Linked DNA regions of Danio rerio: region 1 is linked to region 2. The links are chromatin contacts, called in public Micro-C maps. All regions are on one chromosome and are shown on one strand. Each heading gives the region's core, a stretch centred on a gene start, on an enhancer-like site or on the middle of the called end of the contact. The rest is flanking DNA. Distances are from core to core; before and after follow the strand shown. Region 1 overlaps ngrn (neugrin, neurite outgrowth associated). Region 2 has its middle 39 kb from the start of slc6a17.

What was found. Hi-C and Micro-C count contacts between places; a contact is called where the count stands out from the background.
Region 1: a Micro-C map of caudal fin shows a contact between it and region 2, with 3 times the contacts expected there. The contact joins two enhancer-like sites. A contact is called at or near these places in 2 of 18 Hi-C or Micro-C datasets (caudal fin and embryo).

What each region holds. Positions count from the first base shown.
Region 1 is chr8:26,934,305-26,940,208 of GRCz12tu, reverse strand. It overlaps ngrn (neugrin, neurite outgrowth associated), which reads right to left. Exons shown (of 4, transcript NM_001045253.1): 4 at 2,904-4,046. The coding sequence ends at 3,494. sort1b (sortilin 1b) reads left to right here. Exons shown (of 20, transcript NM_001126465.1): 20 at 1-1,949. Among named protein-coding and RNA genes, the nearest start is that of ngrn, 6.2 kb to the right of the region's middle. Within about 2 kb of position 3,753, at least 4 of the 62 cell types and tissues checked have an H3K27ac peak or open chromatin away from gene starts, as enhancers often do.
Region 2 is chr8:26,786,921-26,792,642 of GRCz12tu, reverse strand. No RefSeq gene overlaps it. Among named protein-coding and RNA genes, the nearest start is that of slc6a17, 39 kb to the right of the region's middle. Within about 2 kb of position 2,007, at least 13 of the 62 cell types and tissues checked have an H3K27ac peak or open chromatin away from gene starts, as enhancers often do.

The DNA of each region.
Region 1 (5,904 bases), core at 2,504-5,003, 150 kb before region 2:
TGTCATCCAGGCATTACTGCTGCTGTCTCTCTTCTTAAAGCACAAGCCAGCTGTCAGTCAGCTTTTTCAAACCTTACCTACCAGCTAATGTTATGCACTTCCTGCTTCTCCATCAATCCGAGTGGACACGGTTGCTTCTCCACCAATAGGAGGTGCTGTTCTCACAACTAAAGACTCTCTTGAATGTAGCTTTGCTGAAGAAGCGTTTAAAATGCGGTTAATGGTGTTTTAATTCTATCTTCGGGCGTTTTAAGGACTGTTGATGGGATACTTTGTAAAATACTTGTTTTTCTTTTCATGTACAGATTCCTTTATGTCAAAACTGGACGTTTAGTTGATCAATTTTGAAATGGATTAAGCATACGTTTGATTTAGCAACAGGAGGCATGATATCAATCATATCAAAGAGGTTTATTTAAAATACTGTGCTACTGAACCCATCAGTAAAATGTGATCTGCTTTCAAAGCTTTACTAACATTCACTGATATGAATATAGCAATAAACGGCAACAGATTTGGCTTCAGAACAAACAAAATGGAGGAGTGTTCATCGTTTAAGATTTCCGAACATTATTTACATCAGTGTTTCTCAATCACTTTCCTGGAGGATCACCAGCTCTGCACATTTTCCATGTCTCCTTAACCAAACACACCCGATTCAGATCATCAGCTCATTAGCAGAGACTGAAAGACCTGAAATGGGTGTGACAAACAAAGGAGACATCCAAATCATGCAGTGTTGGTGGTCCTCCAGGAACGTGGTTGGGAAACACTGCTTTACATGATACTGTGTAGCTGTTTTTGATACAAAAATCTGTATCTAATATTATCGACATTATACACCTTGTGATAATTTGTAAATAAGTCACACTTCAAGCCATTTCTGCGAGGGTTAGGTCAAATTTTGTAACGATAACTATTTTTATGAACTAAGCAATGACGCAGATGCATGTAAAATAGGACTAGAGTTGTAGTTTGTGTACAACCTTGCACATTTTGCCCAAATCAAATTTTGTAGTTTTCTTGGCTCTCGACGTTTGTGCTGTTTTTGTGGTTCTTGACTGCAGGAAAGTCCCATGTCATTAAGCAGAAAAGGTGTGACTTTTTTTTTTCTTTTTTAAACCGCCTGACACTTGACTAGGTGTTTGCGTGACAAACCATTAGTCGCAATAATTTAGCATGTGTTCATTATTTCCAAACATCAGTGAGAACAGACCCAGTGGTCGGAACTCTTTGACCATGCCATTTAACAAGATTCAAATGCAATAGAAAGCAGTTTAGCACCTTTCCGCTTGTACTTCCTGTTTAACGTCTGATGCAGTGAGTTTTCTTTTAAGTATCTACACTTCATTTCTAGCCAAATTTCTAGCAGTTGTTTACTTATCTATACCAATCCTAATGGAAAGTCTCATATTTTCATAGAGGAAGACAATCTCCTTTGCAAATACTCATATGATGTTTAAGAGGTATAAAAATTCTAGTTTGTGTTTTGATTCAAGTGCCTAGCATGAAGGCATAGCTTGTGCCTTTCAATAAAATGTAAATCTCATCATCTATAATTCTAAAACAAGAGGAAAGAAGTACCACAGTTCAAAAACATGAGTTCATATTTCAGTACTTTTACTTTTTATAAAACAGAATAATAGTAAATGAGCCTCTAATATTGTATTCCTCCCATTTAATTGCAAATTGGACAGTTTAGGTTGTTCTCCATGCTTAATAAAAATAAAAATAATCTGGATATGACAAGTAGACGCAATGCAAATGAAGTTAATTCTATTGTGACACTGATGTTATTTATGAGAGGTGGAACACTTCTTCAATGTACATAGTAGTTGTGAAGCTCTGTACATATATAGCAATTCCCACTTTGTATCTGTTATTTTCTTTGCTCTGTATATTTGGAAAAGAACTGTTAGTTTGAGAAATAAATTGATTTGTCCTGTTGATTTTGTGTGGTCAAAATTTATACTTATTTGTCAGTTTTTTAATTCCATTCTTCTGCAGTTAGGAAAAAATAAAGCAATTTATATAAGAAAATGAATTAAATATGAGCGTAATAAACTTGCAATATATAAAACATCAACTCTGTGAGGAAAAAAAGGTTTTAGAAGATGCAAACACTTTCTCTCACAAACCTGAGTTTATATTACACAAATAAACTTATTTCCAAGAAATAAAAAATAAATACTGTATACATTTTTATGATAAGAGTATATACTGTATAAATTTTTTTTAAAAGTGTAAAAAATTGTCTCAATTATGAAAAATAAACGCAATTACCTGTAAAACAAATTGTATTTCCTTTGGCAGCTCCATATAAATGTGACAGAGATGCAAAGTATTCAGTTTTCACCATGTTACCAATCATTTCTTTACTACGAAAAGGATAGTTCACTAAAAAATGAAAATAATAATAATTTCTCCATCCTTCAAACCTGTTGGGAGTTTATATTATTGTTTTTATTTTTATTTTATAAAGCAGTATCCATTGACTTTGATCGTATTTTTGTTTTTACTCTGGGTGTCGATGTCTGCTGGTTTCCAGCATTCTCCAGGATGTCTTGTGTTAAACAAAACGAAATTCATTAAAGGGCACCTATTTTACCCCTTTAACATCATGTAAGACGAGCCTTTGTTGTCTCCAGAATGTGTCTGTGAAGTTTCAGCCCAAAATACCCATCAGATTATTTATTATAGCCTGTAGAACCTGCCTATTTTGGTGGCTGAGTACAGTGTAGCTGTTTTAGTAGCCTGTGGCTTTAAATGCAAATGAGCTGCTTCTCCCCACCCACCGTTTCGACATGTGTGTCTGCTTCTCATGGGTTAAATCAGATAAACAGCAGTTAGTGATGGATGAAGCTGAAAAAACGTCACAAGTCAAAAACACCCAAGAAAGTTTATTTGATGTATTTGTGGTGGAATTTATTCAAGCATTTCTGAAATGATGAGTCTCACACAAATGCCATTTGCATTACACACACATTAAAGTTTACTGACACCATGTGGCCGTGTTGATTATAGCGGTTAAGAATGAATGATTTAACTGTCTTTATTACAAACTCTGTTTTAAATTTTTTTTAAACGTATATAACTTATGAAAATCACAGAGATATTTTAATCCAAGTTTATTTGCAAAAAAATGTTCTGTGGACGTGTATAAACATTATTGTAGAAACATGATGCCTGTCAATCAATCGGTGGTCAGGGAAAACCACACCCACGTTGCAGTGGGCCTCAAAATCACTGTGATATGGGTCCTATTTTATTGTCAGGATATTTTTTAAAAAGAGACTTGCGTTTCTATCACTCTAATATGACTGTGGACACAATATACCTACATACAGCTCTGTCCAAACAGCTTACTAATGTTAATCATAGGTGTCCTTTCAAGTTTACGTAAATGGTGAAGAAATGTTTATTTTTGGTTGAATTATGCCTTTAGATATATTTTTATTTAACAAACATTTTCTAAACATAAACTCCAAGTGTCTCAAACTCTATACAGGAAGTTACCTTCACTATCAAAAAAGTCTCTTCCTCTCTGCTCCACTGGACTGGGCTTCTCATGAAGTGTTTGTGTGATTTTCTCCAGCTCTTCGTCAGTCAGAATCACTCCATCCCACTCCTCCTCAAACTCTACATCATCATTCACATCCATCTCACCTTTAGACTCAAGCCTGTCCTGGTATTCGGGTGCCACATTCAGTACAGCTGTCTGTTTTGATAATGTTATGTGTCCAGCAGAGGGCGTCAGTCCAGTCTGCTTGGTGTCCAGTGTTTTGAGGGCAGAATGAGATGTGTTTGCAGAGGGGAGCAGTACTGATGGAGTCAAGCTCTTCTGAAGTCTGGATTGTTCAGCTTTGCCGTCTTTGAGATACTGTGGTCCACTGCTGGGGGAGACTTTAGCATCCTGCTTTAGCTTCCGGGCTGCTGGTGGGGTGAACGTGCTGCGCAAGACTCTGGAAATGACATCAGGGCTGACAGAGAAACCCTCTGCTAGTCTCTGGAGCGTCCATTCCTCTGGAGACTCCTGCTTTAGGTACCTGTGAAATCATATGGCAGATGACTGGCCGGTAAAAAACTACAACATTTCTGGCAAGACATGAGATTGGTATGATTTATTGAGAAATCAACGTTCAAACATTCATTGATTTTACTTATTTTTCTTTGGCTTAGGGCCTGATTTACAAGGAGCTGCATATGAAAGTTTTTGTTTGTTTTTTTGCCATGAAATACTTGCAATTAAGAATCATCTATTCTAAAAAAAAGTATTACATTAAATTGTGAACTACTATTTTAATTAAAAAGACATAAAATCATAGCAACCCCTTCCCTTTAAATGATACTCTGAGGAAAAAATAGGATTTATTCATATTTTCATATAAATAAAATGAGATTCCCATAAACAGGGGCTGACTTGGTGATTTTGGGGCCCAAAGCAATTCCAGGTATGGGGCCCTAGCAATTAAAAAAAAAAAAAACTGCATGTTAAAAAGCATATTTTGTATATTTTAATATTTAAATGAACCATTCTCTTTCTAATGTAAAATTAAAAGCAAACAAAAAAAAAACAAGTTCACAAACTATGTACAGCAGGGGTGTCCAAACTCAGTCCTGGAGGGCCGGTGTCCTGCAGATTTTAGCTCCAACTTGTCTCGACACACCAGCACAGATGTTGAGTCAGCTTGATTAGCTAGCTCAGATGTGTCTGATCAGGGTTGGAACTAACCTACAGGACTGAGTTTAGGCACCCCGATGTACAGTTAATTGGCTATTGTTGTGATTAGATTTTAATAGTAATAATAGTAAACTAACATTTAAACAAGTGGAATTTACAATTCATCAAACTAAACTTTGCACCCGTTATCATATGAACTGAATAATTGCTGTTTTTGAATCGGTGGCCGTTTCACTGGAGAATGTGATGTGAACAGGCCCTCTTTCTTAAGCTCACAACACTCATCATCTGAGCTGTTTTGGCCAGACAGCAGGATCGTGGAGGAAGTTGTCGTATTTATACTTTTTTCCCCAAATGTTCTCAATATTCTCACTCTTGAACACTCTGTCTGCCTCTTCTCTAATCGCTAGCAAACTGGTGTCACTAAAATCTCTGTGATTGTGAACAACTACAAGATAATAATAAGCAGTCAATTTAAATGATTACATGTAAAACAGTGGAGAAGCAGATGGGTTTAACTGTACCAGGGAAATACCTCACGTTTCTACTGCTAAAATATTAGCCGTCGGCATGCAGATGAATGATCTGCTCTCAATGCTGCAGGTGTGAGAGATGGCTGTGTGGCACCGTGCCGCCTTTGAGTGCTCTAAAGCGGTGGAGAGGCCGACAGCATCACCCTCAGCACGTTGTGAAGAGTGATGTTAGGAACGGTACAGAACATAAGACTCTCTAAAAATCTCCAGTAACACCTAAAAACATTAGCTAGTCACTTTTTGGAAAATTTGCCGCTTAGGGGGGTCTGAAAAGTCGCTAAGTTGGCAACACTGTCTATGATCAAAGCACTCACACTTCGTGCATGTGCAGTACGGAAGGAACGTTCCACTATTCATGGGGGCCTTGGTTTTGAAAATATTTAAAATCGATTTTACAACATATGACTGAAGTGAAGTTTATGTATAAACTAATTTCAAGAGGATCACGTGATTATGATTGAACACGGCTGGTTCTGCATTAGCATTTAAAATTATAAATAGCCATTATAAAGAGCCAGGGTTTCTCACTACAGTCATCTTCGATTTGAAGAATCCCCCCTTCCACCCCTACCTCTTCAACTTTCCCTCCATAGGGCGGCATGGTGGCCCAGTGGTTAGCACTGTCGCCTCACAGCAAGATTGTCACCGGTTCTAGTCCTTTAACAGGTTGGATTTCATTTCTGTGCGTAG
Region 2 (5,722 bases), core at 758-3,257:
AGCGGATTAACCTCCGCTTCAGTCTGAGCTATAGCTATAAAGATTGTAGTGAAGCATTTGTAATTATCTATTGATGAGTTACTGCTGCATGTCATCACAGCAGGATGTACAACTGTGATCTATTACTGCCACAAACAGAGAGGCATGTGCTTATCGTATTAGAGTAGTGTAAAGTGACTTAATGAGTATTACCGCCCAGTCTAAAAGTCATAGCATTTTAATGCTTGTATTATGTTTGTTAATGCATGTTCAGATAATGCTATGTTAATCTACGACTGAACGTTGTGCTTGGCTTTGTGCTAATGCATCTGATAAAAGTTTTAGGGTATGTTAAAAAAAAAACTTAAGTTATACCTTTGTAGATAACGTCGTCAAAACGATTCCTGTAAACTAAAATAAGAATAGTAATTTTATTTAAATTGTTGTGTTAAGCCTCATTCACACTACGAGTGACTCGCAGCGGCAAAGTGACAAGTGACTGTTCATTTCAATAGAGAGTGAGCGACTTTCTTGAGCAACAGCCAATAAGGGGCACCAATAGAGCTCACGTGATCCTCCCAGCTCGCTCAGAGGCTGGTTGTATTTCCCATTCTGTGAACCTACACAGACCTGCATTTACAGCAGTTAGCCACGCAGAGCGAGTGTGAATGAGGCATTAAACATAAACTGAACTGAAGAATGTATGCCCTAAAATGTTTTAAGTGATAGCCCTACAAGAGGTTATTTTTGTGCTTTTTTCTCTGTTAATTAATTTACTGTATATTTTATTGTAGATATATTGTTGAAAGCAGAATTTTAAGACATTTTAAGGCTAGATTTGATCAAGGGATTTTTAACAGATTGTACATAATTGTACATATTTTTTTTCTTGTATTGTACATACAAGAATAACCCATGGTTTTTTGCTCAAAGGTGAAGATCCTACCCAATGTTTGTACAGTTCTGCTTACAGTAAAACACATTGTACTGGACTGCCCTGCTTTTAATGATTCCAGAAGGCTTTTTATGAATTGAACTCTCTTAAGGACATTTTTAGCAAAATGACACCAAGTTGTAGAATTTTTAGAATTTTTTAATGCTAAAAATCTTATTTAATCTTGTATTCGTTTGCTTGTTGATTTTTTTTAATTGTATATTTATTATTGAAATGTTCTTGCCATGAAAATAGCCATAGTTGCTGACATGGCATTAAATAAAAAATACATTACATATTGTTGACGTTTTTATGATATTGTTAAGGAAAACATTGATGTAAAACTTTACAGCAATTCAGCTAGAGCCATTTCTTTTTTGAGATTGATTGCCAAAGTAAAATACTTAACATGGCCTGTTTTTGTATTTAATTGTCATCTGAATTAATGTACAGTCATAAAATGTCAATTCATTTATTTTTTTTAATATATGTACATTTAAAAAGATAAAAAAATAATTAAGCTTCTTAGCTTTAAAGTTAACTTTATATTGGATTTGTGCTTTGTGTATCCATGTATTTACACAAAATTAGTTTTGTGAAATAATTGGCCTGCACTACCATTACGGACATCCTAGGGGTCAGAAACGAGATCTCTGATGTTGAATTTAATATTCCTGCTGCCACAGTGGAATTTTTAATTGGGTAGCCATGCTGTCTTCTCTTTTCTACGTGTCTCATTGTTCATAATTTGTGAAAGCCAAAAGATTTTTAGTTTGTTTGTTTTGCTCACATTTAAATATAGCTTTTAGATTATTTTAACTAAAAACAGATATAACTTTAAATGGCTTATTTAAAAATAAAAACTCCTAGTGATTGTGCTTGAGGTGCAGCTCTGGGGCCCCTTGCGGAGAGAAGGTAAAGTGCACAAAAACAAAAGTGCCACAAGCAAACAACAAAACAAACAATATATGTTTCACATTAATCATCAGAGTGTACGCCATAATGAGAGGCACCAGCTGTGCTCAGAGGAGGGGTGTGTGTGTGTGAGAGAAAGAGAGAGCATGTTCAACTCAGAGACAGAGACACACCTTCAACACACTAATCAACAGCAAACGTCGACATCTTGTGGACAATCTTGTGCTATTGCAAGGAGCAACACTTAAATTATTGTACTTTTACCACACGTTGGACAACTACCCAACTACAACAAACAAAACGGTGCATTTGTGCTGACGCGAGTAAATGTGCTCTTTTGACATTCTCATCTGACTGTGATGAAGGCAGACTCAATGCACATCACATTAGTTTAGCCTGGCTTTAAAAATGTCTCCTAGGTCTTGAATGGCAGCACACAGTTACCTTTGGGTTACTTTAAAATCATTAACCAATTGTAACTTAATTTCGAATATTAACACATAAGGAAATGTGTTTAAGACATTAGTTTTAACAATGAATGTGAATGGAAATGGTCATCAAGTTCCGAAACATCACACAAGCATTACTATTGGCTTCTCTCAAACGTATGTCTGTTCTTTCAAGAATATTAAAGGAACTTGCACTGCTTTTCTGATAATTTTTGGTCTACTTTTAAGCTTACAGTTCCAATCCTCATTTTCAATGGACAGAAAACAGCACCCAGTATATTCCTAAATGAATTCATATTTTATGTCCCATAGAAGCAATAGAGTCATAGCGGTGTGGAGTGACATGAGTGGCTATGTGTACATGAACATTTTTTTGTTTCGGTTGGTATAAATTCATCCTGATTGATGAATCCAAACATAGTGTTTTAAGTTTTCAAATTGAATTTGATCCTTTGATATGCGCGCTTGACATGAATACAGACTTTTCCAATGTTTCTGAAGCTTCTGGAGAATACTCCTCCTTCTTAAAGGAATAGTTCACCCAAAAATAAATAAAGTACCTCATCATTTATTCTCCCTCAGGTGGTTATCACCCTTTTTGAATTTTTCTGTTGAACACAATAAGAGATATTTTGAAGAATGCTGGTTGCTGTCATCCACCGACAAAAGTTACCTATGGAAGTCAAGGAATGCCAGCTACTTCAAAACATCTTCTTTTGTGTTCAACAGAAGAAGGAAAAACACAAATAGGTTTTGCACAAGTGAAGGGTGAGTAAATGTCAGTGTCAGAATATTCATTTTTGGATGAACTAGGCCTTTAATATTTGTTCCAGCAAATGACAGGTAGGCTATATAAAGCTTTGTGCAGTGCTGCCTATGTAGCTATCTACACTGGGAAAAAATTATAGTTGCAAACATTTTGTGTGTTGAGTTTAAACAAATTAAATTTGGTAATGTTCAACTTAATTTTTTTGGGCTAAATTTAAACAAACAAATTGTTTACAACCACTTAACTTAAACATCCAAGGAATCATCTTTGAATCATTTATTTTCAGTGTAGCAATAATAATGCCCTACACCCTGAACAAAACGAGGCATCTTGTTCATACGTCATTTAATGGAGTATTTGGTTGCATTTAAATGCAGCAGAATGTTAGATTAAATGTGAATGGTCCCTTTAAATTATTTTCCCCTTGTTGTAAAATGCAGCGGTTGCTAAGGATACTACAAGGCCCTTATAGGAACATTTCGAAGTCTCCTCCCAACACACACTCACACACACTCACAAACGGAGAATTCATTAACATGCAGCCGTGCTGTTTCTGACACAGGTTCCCCTGGGTAACCAGCCTAGTCCGTATCTATTTTTACCTCAGCAGTCTTTGTGATGGATGCAAAAGCTACAAGCAGCTGGATGATCAAAAGCATTGCCGTTGCACTCAATAAGACCCACAACTCTTGTTCCACACTTTCCTCTGCTCTCCAGCCCTCTTCTACTCCCTGAATCTATTCTTACTCGAATAAATACTGTAAGCGAGCCTCTTTCATTAGGTTCAGAGTGTCTGTTAAGAGCAAATAAAACAGAATAAAAGATAAATCACGTTTAAGATTGCACATTATTGGGCAGTGAGCAGATCTCAATCACGTCAGGCAGTCTTCATAGTATTCACTCGACAGTACACATAAAGGGACTACACATTACACAAACCAAGACTATACTTTGGTTCCTCAAAGAAAATGGTCCTTGTCTTCCAGCTCAACATAGTAATTTATAAGTACATGCATCTGCTTTTTCCATACAAGGTTGTTTTTCGTTCTATTTTTAAACTAATTTTACGATTTAACTTTTTATACTCCATTTCTTTTATATGTATTGCAGCTTTTTAGAGAGAATGCACAAATATCATGACATTTCATTTGGCAGAAGAAAAAAAAAACATGCTACTGTTAAAAAGTTTGGGTCATTTTTGGCAATAAATTGTTTTATACATTTGACAAGAAAACAGTAAAACTACTATATTTCAAAATAAGTGTGTGTGTGTGTGTGTGTGTGTGTGTGTGTATTTACAACAGTTCTGTCTGGCTCATGAATCTGATTGGCAGATAGCTGTGCGATTTTTCTGCAAATAACAGCACTCGTATAGCCTCTTCACCCGTCACCTTTGTGTATTACTCCGCCCACATACAGCGACAAGCTGAGAACACTCTACAGTTTGACAAATATTGGTGCTGTTGGACAACATAATGTACTTTTGAGGCTTTTTGCCGAGAATGTAGTTATTTAGATTGCAACTATGCAGTTTATTTATAAGCATAGTGACTATTTTAAAATATTTATAATTTAGGAGCATTAGATTCAGTGCATCGGCCGCCATCAGCCTGTCTGAGCAAACCAAAGAAAGTGACGGTTGATGTACTGCCACAAGATGGCGGCAGAGACTGCATAATAAGTCCTCAGAGGAGAAAAACAGCATTTTCTCAGCGCAAGTTTCAAACTACAGCTGAACAAATCATTATAAATTGTGTAATAGACATTCTGATTCTCTTTTGTATGTTGTGGCGCTGTATTTATACCACAGAAACTGGTGGTGTGTGCTTTGCTTTGGCTTTTTCTACTGTAGGTTAATTATTGTGATATTCTGATTGCTACAGAGAAATACTGGGAAACCTTTTTAGACTGATGGCACTTCATGCCGTTTTTTCATGCCGTTTCATGCAGTAGTTTTATAAACCTAAAATGTGAGCAAAATCACTTGTTTTGTCATCACTTTAGACATTACGTTAGAGAATCATTCAAATACTAGTTTAAACACCAAAGTGACGTTGGTGAATTAGCAACGGTTTCTGCTGTTCTAACGTCAGCTGCAGATGTGAATGAATGGCGGAAGAAAGTAGTTTCTCCCACAAAAGAGTTTTTGAGACTCTCCGTATTTGATTTTCTTTTTTAACACAATTATGCTGTCGAACTGTTTTATAAACGCAATATCACACAAGTAGCAGTGCTAATATACAGTACAGTAATATCACAATGCTACTCGTGTGATATTGCTTGTAATTTAATTAAACCAGGTGTGCTTTATTTTCATACCTTTACTTTTGATCAACTGAATGGATACATGCAGAATAAAGTATTTGTTTCTTTTTTAAAAAGTGACTCCAAACTTTTGAACAGTAGTGTTTAAAATTATGAGGCCATATGTATGCTATATAAGTGGTCGAAATGTGTTTTTTCAGCAAATCCTTACAATACCTCAGTGAAATTCACACAGATTACCACTTTATATATTCTTTATACATTCAATTTTCATTGATATCTTATCTGTGTCTGTAATTTTACAGCGAGTTTGAAAGCAAGCAGTGTTGAACAAGGGTCAAATGCTTCTATTGTGCTCTATATCAAAATAATCATTGGCTTTTATATTGTAAATCACAAGCAAACACCACC